Regions from separate parts of the Anas platyrhynchos genome. Here region 2 is linked to region 1. The links are chromatin contacts, called in public Hi-C maps. All regions are on one chromosome and are shown on one strand. The core of a region is the stretch at or near the end of the contact, and the rest is flanking DNA. Distances in the headings are between cores, read along the strand shown.

What was found. Hi-C and Micro-C count contacts between places; a contact is called where the count stands out from the background.
Region 2: a Hi-C map of skeletal muscle shows a contact between it and region 1, with 3 times the contacts expected there. The contact joins two enhancer-like sites. A contact is called at or near these places in 4 of 8 Hi-C or Micro-C datasets (F1 follicle, F5 follicle, liver and 1 more).

Annotation. Positions count from the first base shown.
Region 1 is chr1:69,440,902-69,447,649 of IASCAAS_PekinDuck_T2T, reverse strand. No RefSeq gene overlaps it. Among named protein-coding and RNA genes, the nearest start is that of PTHLH, 23 kb to the right of the region's middle. Within about 2 kb of position 4,304, at least 1 of the 8 cell types and tissues checked has an H3K27ac peak or open chromatin away from gene starts, as enhancers often do.
Region 2 is chr1:69,491,943-69,498,690 of IASCAAS_PekinDuck_T2T, reverse strand. No RefSeq gene overlaps it. Among named protein-coding and RNA genes, the nearest start is that of MANSC4, 30 kb to the left of the region's middle. Within about 2 kb of position 4,025, at least 1 of the 8 cell types and tissues checked has an H3K27ac peak or open chromatin away from gene starts, as enhancers often do.

The sequences.
Region 1 (6,748 bases), core at 3,055-5,554:
TAGCTATTTTTAAATATGTAATAATAATAATAATAAAATGACTGAAAATGTTTGTATTAATATTTATTGCATTTATTTTTATCTTTAAGTTCTTTTTGCATGTGTGTTGGTATTTAGAGCCTTATTTTTTTCTTTTAAAGACATTAGTATGAATGCCAACAACTGTTAAAAGGGAGAAGACTTTGATTAATTGTGTGGTGGTGTATTAAAAGAAAACTGCAAAGGCTGTTAACATTTGTCAAAAGTTTGAGAATATTTCACTTCAGGACAGATTCTGCAATCATAGGTTTTGACATCCTACCAGTTATCCAGTTATTATCCAGTTATTGAATGGTTACTTTAGTTTGGCACAAGTCTATGTGTCCCCTCTGTCCGCTCCATTGTACCCTTGGACACCTTTTTTTTTTTTTTTTTTTTTTTTTGCTGCCTCTCCTGTATTGATTGGCAGGACCACTGCTCTTCAGCCTGACCTTTCTACCACATGGCCATATAACCTCTAGCAGTGGAACTATAGTGGCAAGAAGAAGCAGCTGAACACGTTCAGGACCATTCCTTTTGTGAAGAACAGACCAGTCTGTTTAAAGTCAGCATGTCACCATGGCCTGAGTCCTTGGTTCTCCCATCAAGGATTGTGAGCTGAATGGTTTATCTGGGTTGTTTTTATTACAGCAGACTGTGGCTGAGCAAGTTTATACAGGGCAAGAGGCAATCTTTGAAATACACATGGGAACTACCCTTATAGGAACTGTGTTAAACCGAGATTGAAGCTGAAGTCTCCAATTTCCCCCACAGACAGAAGGCAGCTGTGGAATATATGGAGCACAACCATGCTGTGCTTCTGCAATATTACCACCATCCAAATAAGCAATTCACTGGTATCTGCAGTCAATTAAACACTTAAATAAATGCCAAGGGGAGATCCAAAGCATTGTTTGGACAATAATCCAAGCCTGACAAGGCCAGCTGCAGCTGTAATCTGGAAATGGGCTGAAGGCAGAGAGTGAAGGCCTCTTGTGCAATCTTCTGTGGGCACACACTGCACCAAGAGGTCACAGCTGTGGGCCATCACCTTCTCTCTTCTATTCTCCCTCAACTTCTGCTCACTGTTAATGCTCACCAGGGAATCAAAAGGTGCAAAGGCCTCTCAGCAGGTTTATCAGCTGCAGAAAATCCAAGATCATCTCTCACACAGCAGTCTGTGAGGAAGAGGAGGCCTGTCCTACTTCAGGACCCATCAGGAGAAGAACAAGACAGCTACTGCTGTCAACTCCTTTAACTAAATAGTGCAGTCTTTTGCAAAAGACAATGGAGCATGGCTTCTGAAGGTAATTTTTAATCTTTCCACCTGTGTCATTTCTAGTTTGGTCTAATGCCTTATATTTTGAACTCCTCATCCGAAAGCACTGCCATGAGTAAATCTTACCCAGAAAAAAAATAAAAATAAAGCATACAAATACCTAGCATACAAATGCAGCCTAAAGCACTGTAGAATCTTCCCTAAACTGTTATTCTCACACAAACACACATGTTAAAAAAAAAAAAAAAAATCATAGTAAAATTACAAGATGGGTGGTCAAATGAAAGACTACAGGCTCCTGTGAAATAGGTCTGCTGAGGGGAGAGGGGAAATCACCCAAGCTAAAGGAGAATCAAATGACTCTGAGCTCAGTCTTAACAATAATAGCAATAGTCATGATCACCCCTTGCCCCTGGACACAAGCCAGTTGGTAATATCTAATGGATAAAGTCATAAAAAACAATTATGACTGTTGAAGTGTGAGCATGGTCTACAAGAATCTTTCAGCAAGGCATGTGACAGAACCCATCCAGAGGAACTGATTGACTAAAATGCACAGGCTCTAGAAAGTACAAAATCTGCTTTCCCTTTAAGGGGTAGGCTTGAAATCAGAAGATAGTTAGGAACAAATTAGGATCCATACTTCTTATTCCTGAATCTAAATCCAGCCTCTAAATGATGAGGATCCTTTTCTGAACATTTGTAGTTTTGTTCTAATTATGGACTGAAATTATGTTTCCTGAGTATTAATTGTCAAAATTCTTCCTTCTTATTTTATGCCTTTATGGAATGTTGTTATCTGTGAGTGAAATGAAGGCAAAATGCAATATTCCTGTTTCCATTACAATGTACTTGAGAATTGTATCTTTGAGCAATCCCTCTTCAAGACCTGTTGGCAGGTTTTAGGGTTTGACTTCTCATTTTGGAGGAATTGTAACCTGTTGGGCCTTAATTATGATGACTCCAAGATTCTCCAGCTGCCTTGGATTTTACTATTTCCTCTTGCTGTATTTCTTCCACTACTCCACCTCTTCTTTGCCTCCAACTCTTCTGCTCTTCTTCTGATGAACTGAATTAAAACTTTCACTAGCAAAAATTATGGTGTGCAGCTGTGCACACCATTTGCTGATTCCAGATTCTTTCCCTCTGTTTATGCTTTCCACACAGATTGTTGCTGCCACTGGAAAAACAAATTAAATAAAACTGGCACTTGGCTTACTGGTGAGACTAGCAGTAAACAAGCTAAGGAATGGTAGAGTGTGTGATAGCCTTAAGAAAATGAAACTAAATAAGAAGTCTAGCTGCACCAAACCATTTAACGTAAATACCTAGAAGGTATCATGAAGGTGAGGCGTCCCAAAGGGACTCTGTGTTGATTTTTATTGAGCTTAAACTTTCATGTCTTTTTCCAGGTTAGGGAGCTAGCAGGTTGACATGGAGACCCTGGGAAGAATAACTTGCTATTTCTAGAAAGACCAGGATTTATTTCCCCTCTCCTATTCTCAGCAAGATATTTTGCTTGTTTATTAGTTAATTAGTATGATTTATTATTTATTAGTTTATGAGAATAAGGGGAAACATTCCCTATTCAGTATTGAAATATAGATATGGGTCTGCTAAGATCTTTCAAGTCTGGAACCTAACTGGCAAAATGTTGGGTATCTTCCAAACTGTGTCGCCAGCTGCATGTGAATATGCATCCCTGAAATGCTAGCATTTGGCAGTCGTCAAGATCTGCAAATATTAAAGTATTCATTCTTGGATCTACCTATATGTTTATAACTTGCTTCCCCCAAGTCTGTGTGTGAGTCCAAAACCAAAGAATCCCCAAATACCCTTTATATGCTCTCTGGCTCTCACTCCCACACACACTCGTACGTGCATGTGCATGTATGCATAGTTATTAGTCAAAAATACATACAGCCATACACAAAAAACAGGGCAGAAAGGAAAGCTGCTTTTGAAGAAGTATCATTTGCAAGATGTAGCATTTAGAGCTTCATTTTTGTTCTTTTATTTGATTGAAGATATTTTGCTTTTCTTCTCCTTTTATAAGGTATTCTGTACTGAACTTGAAGTTACCAGAAACTTGTGGAGGGCAACAGGGTAGATTAAGGGCACAGTGGAAATTCATCTGAGGGAGAAAGAGATTATGGGGTGGAAAGGAAAGGAAGCTGCAGGCGAAAGAGGGGGCCTCTGAAGGGCAAGAAAATTAAAAATAATAATAATAATTAAAAAAATAATAATAATAGTAAAAAAAGCTTGTATAGCTTTTTGGATTCTTATTCCAAATGAACTTGCAAACCTCCTCTCCTGTGGGTCCAGCCAAGTGATTTCAGCCATCGCAAGTGATGATTGCTATGCATACCTCTGTCGCAGAGGCAGCAGGCATTTCAGGAGAAATGTGGGATTTAACAGCTGTTGGGAGGAAGGGTGGAAAAAAAACAGAATGATCCCCTACATTTTAAAGGCATGATGTTTCTTGCCTTGCCCCCCTCGCCCTCACTGTGCTTCCTTCCCTCCCTCCTACACATGTATTAATAAAGTGAACAAGGATTTCAAGCTATGCAGTTCTGGTTGAAGCGCTGGCAGCACTGGTAACCAATTTGTGATTCTCCTTTTAGGAGCAAATCCCATGTACTGCATACAGCAGCCTTTGGTTAACATCCCCCTGAATGTCTGAAAGCAAAATGGTATTATGTATGTAAGATATAACACAACATTATTTTTTACAAAAGTGTCTATTCAGCACAGCACCAATCTGGAAGGTTGTGAGCAGGCCAGGACACTTCACTGTTAGATTGAAGGCTGTAAATATGTAAGTATATACAGTAGATAAAAGTTTGAGATTCTTTAGAGAGAAAACTGGTCAGAATTCAAGCTTTTGATGTGGACATAAGCCCCGTCTCAGGCCTTGCTTCTGCAGTCAGTGCCAGTAAAGGCAGGCTGGAGATGCAGTCTCTTTTCTCACCCTTTCAACTGCCACCACCACCACGTCAGGCGGGTGGTTGGTGTATTGGAGGTCTTGCTTTCATCTGACACGTTCTCCTTTTCTGTCACAGTGACCTCCAGTGGTTCTCTTCATTTATGTCCTGTAAACTGTCCTAAATACATGGGACTATTTTTTTTATTATTATTATTATTTTTTTAGCAACCACAGAACAAAACCATTTGAAGGGAAGAAATGAGAATGCATCTTTTTTTTTTTCATTAAATTTTTGTTTCTCATGTGGGCACCAGGTACCTCCTTGATAGATGTTCAGGAAAGGCATGCATCTGTGAGACTGGTGAAATAATTAGCTGGTGAAAAAGAGCCATTATTTGTGACTATTAAGTGAATGAGTAAAACTGCTCTGAGATCTGCCAAAATATTCACATAGAAAAATCAGACTGCTCAAGGGGAGGGAAGGGGTGAGAGGCTTGGAAAAACTGATTTGCTTGAGTTTGAAGCAGGTCAGGGAGGACTGGGGGGGACGGGGGGGAGGGACTAACTTCATCTCTGAGGTGGTCCCACTTTCAAGAACTTTGTGAGCCCTCTCTCTGGAAGTGGTTCTCTTTATACATTCAGACTTGGCTGGCAGCGGTCACCTTGCTTGGCCTTCCCTGATTTAAAAAAACAGCTGCATATGTCAGTGTTTCTGTTGCTTTTACTTTGTACCCTGTGCCAGAAGCTATGAAGCTATAAGCCTGCTCACCTTATATGTACAGCATATAAATCTGTTCTCAAAAGAGGGCCCATGGGATGGTCCTGGAGGACAGGAATGAAGGGGAAGGGCATCAGAGGCTAGAACTGGGATACCTCTGTATGAAAAGAAGAGACAGATCATTACAGACAAGAAGAGAAATTGTGTTGAAAACAAATCACAATTGCTGACAAAATCTGAAGGCTCCTCGGGAATATTTTTTTAAGCACGCAAAACAACTACTGAACTCAATGGAAGGTTTGCCTGATTAAGGGCAGTTTAATATAACCCTAGATTATCCTGCCTGCCCAAGGTCATCAAAAGCCATGAATTACCATATTGACTAGCCCTTGCAATTGATACATACAGTCTGTTGACAGCTTTGCCTCTTGTGGTACCTCATTTCATCAAGTCCAACAGAAGCAGAAGTCTGGATGCTAAAGAAAATGACCATAAATGAATTGCTAGTCTGGTCTTGGAAACAATATCATGACAAGTTTGCACATAAATTTTGTTGGTAGGAAGTGTCTGTGTTCTTGACTTCTGTTCTGACATAGCCATGTATCTCATCTGCTGCTGCTCATCTTCCTCATTCTTGCTAGTCCTGTCTAGTGGCAGAAGGGAAAATATTGGTGAAATGCAGGATGACTCCCAAGAATCTAGAGTGAGATCAACCTCTGGTTTGTGTGCTAGCTACAGATATTTTTTTTTCCAGTTGCATGAAGGAGCTGCCCTCAGACAAGCTGAATATGCCTGTGTTGAGCTCAGGGGAGTGGGTGAGTGCAGCCTGTAGCAGGTCTGATGCATGGGCACTGGTCCCAAGGATAGCTCCTGCTAACATCAACAAAAGCTCTGCAGGGTGTTTATAGTGCACCCAGACAAGCATTCCTTTCACAATACCTAACAGACATTGTATATAACACTGTAGATTATTTCATATAATCCTACCTAGACTCTGACAAATGGGATCACATCATGGACTGCTCTTTTCCAGCTTCAGGCAACTTGCCAGTGTGCTCTTTTTTCTCTTAATGCATTAAAAATCACCTAGGATGAGCTGCATATTTTCCAGAGGTCTTGTTTTCCAGAGACTTTTAATTAGATTCTTGTAGTTGTTTTTCATTATGCATGCATATGTTCGTATTATAATGCTGTTTAAGTAATGACATGCACAGCAAATTGTTCATGTAAGTGTGTTCTAAATTTACTGGTGATTTTGGACTGTGAGACTAACTCTTGTTATGTCTGTCTCTGTTGATCTCTGGCTGCTGTCTTTTTTTATAAGTGTAACTATTAATGGTCCCAGTGGGTTGATCTTTGCCTGATAAAAATGTCTCTTAAATGGATTAACTATAAATGATGGATCATCTGTCGTTAGAGCTGCTCTTTAACTCTTAGTATTTACCCCATGTCATCTTGTCATTATCTGACTAACTTAAATACAGTCTTAGTGATTGTGCTATATTTATTTAATGTTTTTGTTCTCTTCTTTTGCCAATAGTGAGTCTCTGAAAATGAGCAAAGCTGAGAACTCTGGATCTGCTTATCCTTACATAGTCCTGATGTAAGAGTGCAATGTAAAAAACAAAAACAAAAACAAAAAAACAAGGTGGTGGGAGGAGGCAGCTGATGTCATCTGAATTTCATTAATGTAGATAACATTTTCTGTATATAAGCAATTCTATCCTGTCCTGTAAGGAACTTCCTTTATCCATTGCACAACAGCCAAGCTAGTGGAGAAGAGGCCTTTTAAGGAACAGACACTATG
Region 2 (6,748 bases), core at 2,776-5,275, 51 kb before region 1:
CTGAGTGCAATGACAATGTTTAGCACATAACATGCTCAAAGATCTGCATGAGTAGAAATTAATCATCCTTATCATCCGTGTAAGGTATACTGTAAATGATGGTAAACCAGGGTTGCTCCCTGGGGTATCTTTCAGTGAACTTAAAAGCAGTTACCTAGTCCTCAGAGGGCAGAAACTCAGCATCCATGCTATGTTGTATTGATTTTGCATTTACAATAATGACCAAAGGGTGGCTCCCCATACCCACAGTAAGTCTTAGGAACCAGAACAAAAGCTGTAAAATGGATTAAGTTTAAACATCTTCTTCTACAATTATTAACACTGCCATTCTCAGAGTATGTTTTCTATTTAATCAACTTAGAGTCTGTTTTAGTATAATCTGTATCTTTTTTTTTTCCCCTCCACCAAAAGGAGGTTGGAGTTTGGAAAAGGAGTCTGGATTTTGCGAACTAATGGGGATCAGGTATTCACACCTTTAAAGTTGCTGTCCTGATCCTATATGGTACATGGATTTTTAATTTTTTCTTAAGAGTATTCACATTGCCAATAACATATATTATGTCCTACAAATATCATTGTTTTCTAAATTTCGTTTAAGTTCCTTTATTTTAATTAGAAGGGTGAGACATGTTTAGCTTCTGAAATACAAGCTGTCTATCTTTTATAAAAGAAAAAGAACTACTACAATGACTGTATTTTTCTAGTGGAAGGCAGAATAGACACTGTCCAGTTTTAGAGTATCCAGTTATACAATGTGTTGCACATCATCTAATCATACATGCTTTAGTAGGAGAGAGAGATCTTGATCAGCACCTGAGCACAGATATCTTATATGTGATGGTACTTCTACCATTATTTATTCAACGATGAATGCAAGCTCTCCAAATCCTCCTTCACTCACTCCATTTTTTGGTTGGAATTTATGATTATTTGATCTGTTGTTGATTTTCCACTGTCTGATATTTTCCAGATGTTTCTAAGGGTGTGCCTTACGATAAGACACCCTTTATAAATAATTTTCAGAAATTCAAATAGTTTACTCTGCCTTACCAGTTTTTGCCTACAAAGATTTTATCCTGGTGCCTGGGTAAAGCCTTTTCCAGGGCAAACGATAAATAATGGTGCTTCTGTACAGTAATACTCAACTTTGAGACAAGATGCTGTCAGTTCACAAATAACTGCTGACATAAAATTTCTGATGCAACCATCAACCTCCTGTATGCTGTCTGTCTCTTTTGGAGTTATTTCCACCCCATCTTGTTCAAGATTTCTGTAAACGAGTACAAGTGATAAAAACACCACTACTGTCAGGGGTTCATGGGAATCTTACACAGAACTGCTGTGTAGGTTTTGATCAAACCTAAAATCCTCTTTCCAGGAATCTTCCTAACTTTAAGTTCTCACGTATTTAAAATGACTTAACCTATAAACTTTCTGGTTAGCTTTTATTGCTCATGCTGTGAAACAGGGTTCTATAGTGCATTACTTGGCAAGTACTCACAGTATAAGGCATTTAAGCAGTGTAAGGGTAGTAGAATCTTATCTTTTTTTCTTCAAGAAGACTTCAACTATGCAAGGTTTAAAACATAAAAAGTGATTTTATCTGTTTTCCTATGGAACTTAGACTAGGTCAAAGATTTACATTATTCACTCATATTAAAAAAAATGTTACTGAACAACCATTTGGGAGGTGATGTTAGAAAGACTGTTTTCGTCTTTGGATATTTTTATTACAGCTTTCTTTTTTCTACTGGGTATACTACATATGTCTGTATATTGTATTGCCTTTTTAGTTGGTTGTAAGGGAAATTTTACCCTTTTACAGGTAGGGCCTTGAATTTCTGTGAAGACCATGCTATGTCATCTGAAATGTGTATTTTTCAGTTGTAAATTAGCAATTCATAACTGCTCTGAAGCCCATAAAAACATGATTTTGGGTGGCAGGGGTGGAGATGAAGTCAGAAAACAGATGCTTAGGAATAGCCATTCTCTAACCTCCAGGCATAAGCAATTTTCAAATGTAGAAGCAGGCAGAAGAAATTTTAAATGGTTTTAAAATAACAACTCCCTTTTCCCTCTTCCCCTCTCTCCCCTGCAACTCAAACCCTTTCAACCACAATAATTTGTGGCAAGGCATCTGTGTATTTGGAAGAAAATGTTAGTGGTGAGATAGGAACGCACAGTTCTTGGGCAGGTGATCTCTTATCAGAAGTGCTACTTGGCAGGCCAAAAGAAAATACCTTCGGCTTCTGTATGACTCTCTGACTGACATTATGACTCTTTAATGACATGTTATCTCCTAACATATGTATAATGATAGGTGCATCAAGGAGAGGAATCACAAAAGACCTATTGTGTATCTAATTACAAATGCACAATAGTCTTGTGGAGAGCCTTTTCTTTTCTTTTCTTTTCTTTTTTTTTTTTTTTTTTTTCTATTAGGGCCTGATCCAAAGCCTTTTGATGTTAATAAAAAAGAGTCAGCTTTGAATTAGGCACATATTTTATGCCTCTTTCTTTAATTCTGAAGGAATCTGAAGAGATGCTAACTGTGCAACCAGCTGATGAAAGAAGAGGCATAGACTGAAGACTTGGAGAATTTGCATAAAGTATGATCTCAGTTATGCCCCACCTGTATGCTTTTGTGTTACATTTCAGTCTCTGCTGAGTGTTGTCTGTCCCTGTTAACACAAATCTTTCAAGTATACTGACTCTAAGTAGTCAGGAGAATGATGTTTTCCTGAGCGTATTTGGGGAGAAGGTGAACATCTCTGGAATGATGCTGTTGGGGAGTTACTGAGAAAGCATTGTTAATACTTCATGACTCTGAACAGCAAAGCACTGTTGTGTGTCCTGGACTACATTTTCTTGTACCAAGAAGCTTAGTATGGGGGATTATTTTTTTTTTTTATTATTTTAGATCATGGTGCTATGAGATTGTTTCTTTCTTTCTACAGTGTCTCTTAAAAAATCTTGTTTATAGGCATTTGGATCCTTCTATCACATGCTACAATAATGCCATACACAACAAAATGCAGAGTATGGTCATGTGGAACAGAGAACTATCATTCCAGTTTCACATTGTCAACATACAAATACAAGATTTATTTGCACAAGGATTAGAACTTTGACAGATATTCGTGAAAGGTGAAACAGCTCCAGGAACAGTTTGAGAGCAACCCACCTCAGGGCTAAACCTGTATAGAAAAGATAAGGGCGTATCCCAGGGAGTGCGCTCAGATCCTTGAAGAGGATGAACTTGAATCCAAATCACATTGGCAAATTTCCCAGCAAACATAGTCCCTTCTCTCTTCAGTTTGTTTGTGTAACTTTTTATTTTCTTGAGCCAAAATAAAATAAATTGGCAGACTTTATTTGGGATAACCAAACTCTGTTTTTCATAAAATATTTATCCCAATCTATTTACATATAATACCTGCCTAATTGGGATGTTTAAGTTTCCATTTCCTATGTATTATTTCCTTTTTTATTGTTGTTCTTGTTTGCTTTTTTCATTAAATCTGTTTCAACTACAGAGCTCTTTCAATTAATATTGTTAATGCTGTGTCCTCTGAGTATTTGCAAAACATCTCATGAAGCAAGAGTAGCTCTCTGTCCTACAACCTGCTGTTCTTGTATCTATCTGTGAGGAATTGGGCATGAGCTTTACTGTCACTGTAGTTCAACAGACACAGACTGAACTGTTGAACTTGCTGTTCAAGATTAGTTGTAGATACTGTCTGCAATATTGAGGAGTGTCTGTTGTTGACCAATGTGGCCATAATGTCCCTAGAACATCCCTTGTAGGAGTAGCAAATGCTGTAAGAATTCTGACACTGTTTCCCTGTGGATTTTCATCTGATCCATATACCTTCCAACACCTTCAAGTCAGAGTGATCATCTTCTGCCAGCTGCTTTGCATGAATCTCTATGTGGCCCCTGAAGTCCAAAATAAACATACAGGAACATAAACTCCTTTACCCCTTCTGGGCCCAGCACTCTGCTGACTCCTCACCCCTCCAATGGTAAACAGAAGTCAAAAAAAAGCAAATACTTCCATTCCACCTGGGATCAGGGACCCCTAAGTCACTGGCAGCCAGAAAAATCACTCGTTTTCTGCTAGACTTTCTTCAGTAAAGGGAGATTTTAATAGGGAACAGTCTCTGCTGGATTCAGGCCTCTCAGTTTGTCATCATTAAGGTGATATTCACCCTGTCAAGATCTTCTCTGCCAGTCTAACACCTACTTCCTTCAGGTGCCATAGGGTGGGACGTATTAGGAACTCAGCAGCCCATTAATTCTTTCCTGATTTCTGTGGGAGGTATTAAAAGAGTTTGTAAGATTTTCTTCAGAGGCAGCAAGTTTGGGATTTGAGTTCCTCTATAGCAAGCATGGGTGGTGCATAGTAATAGCCAGACTTAACTGCCTTTTTATCAGAATCAAAGTGAATTTGTGTTTTAAAAACAAAAGAAGTCCAGGAATGTTTTGGTGCAAAGAAAATGTGAATTTGGGTAGAGACTATGCTGTTAATTGTAATGCTCACATGCATGTACAGCAATGACAACTCAATAGGTGCAGATGTAGATTTGGAAAGAAAGGGGAAGAGGTTTTTCAGCATGATCTACAATGCTTTAACCTTGGGGCATTGCATTTCAGACACCTGAGCACAGATTGATGTTTCATACGTTTGGCACTTAGTGCTTTCTGGAAGTGTTTCTAATTAAGCATCTAGAAGTTATAGTCAATGACTCTGAGCCATTTCTGTAAATTTTACAAAAAAAAAAAATATGGTATCTTCTTGGTATCTTCCTCTTATGAATGCTTTGCAACTTTGAAAATACTAGTGGTAAAACATCTATTTGCTCAATGCAGCATATTAAATTGGGTAGTCTCCCCTCAAGCCATGTTATCTGGACAGAAATAGTGAGGCACTTACCTCACTTCCAGTGTGGAAGTACAATTCTTCCAGTTCAAATCACCACAGTTCTTGTACAGTGTATTCTAGATAAGAGATTGGTAAATATATTATATGTGTGCTGTCCATTAAGAGCTATTGAACAGTAATCAGTAAACAAGGATAGTATGACGCAGGGAAACCTCTCAACATTGATTTAGTTAAGCATTAAGCTAAGCAACTAAGAGGGAGTACATACACAAAGGGAGAGAGAGACAGAGAAACAGAAATAGCTGGAAATTATCTGTACAACAAAGTGATAAACACACTTTTGGTTTTGGATGCACACTGTTTTTGTCCAGGTTTTCTCTAATCTTTTTCAGCTACTAAAGTATTTGAATGCTTTTTATTAACTCTGTATTCTCTGAGTGTGGTCATCTGTTGACCTGCTTTTCTACTTCCTCTCAGCCAGAGTTTGTTTTATAAATTCTGAAATATGTCTTTTCCTTCTTCACCCTTCCTTTTCCTCTTCCATCTTTTGTGTATTCTTTGGCAGGCAAATCTCTCGTATGTTGCAGATGATTTTGGGAAGAGGGGGTAAGCCTTACGCTTCCATCTCTCCATTATTTTTTGACAGCAGCAACTATTAGGGAATATTTAGGACCCAAGTTCTTTACTGCACTTTCAAGCATCAGTCATTTTATGTATGCACGTCTATTATAAGAAGCAATCTATTCATTTGTGATTCAGATCTGTATTGCAAATATCAGTTTTGATGTCATGTGCTATGTTGCTGATGAAATCCTAGACTTGCCAATAGGTTTGAAAATTATTTAGCTGATGGTTTGCTACTAAGAGTTGACAAGGTGACAGAGTAGTGAAGGGTATTTTTTCGTTGATCATGGAAAAGCCATTTCAAAGGCTTTGCCATTGCAGGTCTCTGTGTTTTGGAAATATACAAACAAAGAGACTGTTAGGGGTGCCCACAGCAGAAGTCTCAAGGTGAATCATTGATTTATGCCATGCAGTGTTTTTAAAGCAGTAAGATATGGCTGGGTGGGGGAAGCAAAGATGTGTTTCCTATAACCCTGTAAGTGTGACACAGTGGACTTGTTCATTTTTTGGGGGGATAGGAATTAAACTGCCTCAGTGGAAGCAGTGCAGTGGAGCTAGGAGTAAATTTTTCCTTTTCTGCATGAATTTCAGCCAGCTCTGGTTGGCCATGGTGCCAGGGTATATTTTGTGTCAGAATCTGAGATCTTCAAGCTGTCCAGCTGATAATGGTCTGTAGAAAGGTGTAGTTCCATTGCTGGTCAATTTGGTCTGTGTATATATATACAAATTATTTTCTATACACATGCAGGGCAGGCCCTTACTCCAAGAATTGTTCTTACACTCTGGAAAGCTTTTCCTTTAAATTTAAGGAAAGTTGATTCTAAGAGAGAGCTGGAACTCCCTTTTCCAAATAACCACTCTGATTCAAGCTGACTTTGAATGCCTAACTACAAATTTAACAGAGCACATAAAAATACAAAGAAGTTAAAATACTCTTACCGTTTGAAAAATATGAAGAAAAAAAATCAAAATTTGTATGGTTATACACCCTAGGTAGGATGGATTTAATAACTTCTTAGTGATGGATGCTGTCCCACATGAGCTTTCAATTCCAAATGTGGTTTTGACAAAAACTTCTGTTTGTCAAATGTTTTAAAAAGTCATACTTCGTGTTGTATAAGAATATTTCAAAAAAATAAAGCTCATACACCTAGGATAAACTGTATTCCCATATTCCACATTTTTAGTGTACTGCTTTTGAAAAGCATACCAAGCATTCTATAAACATTTATCATATAA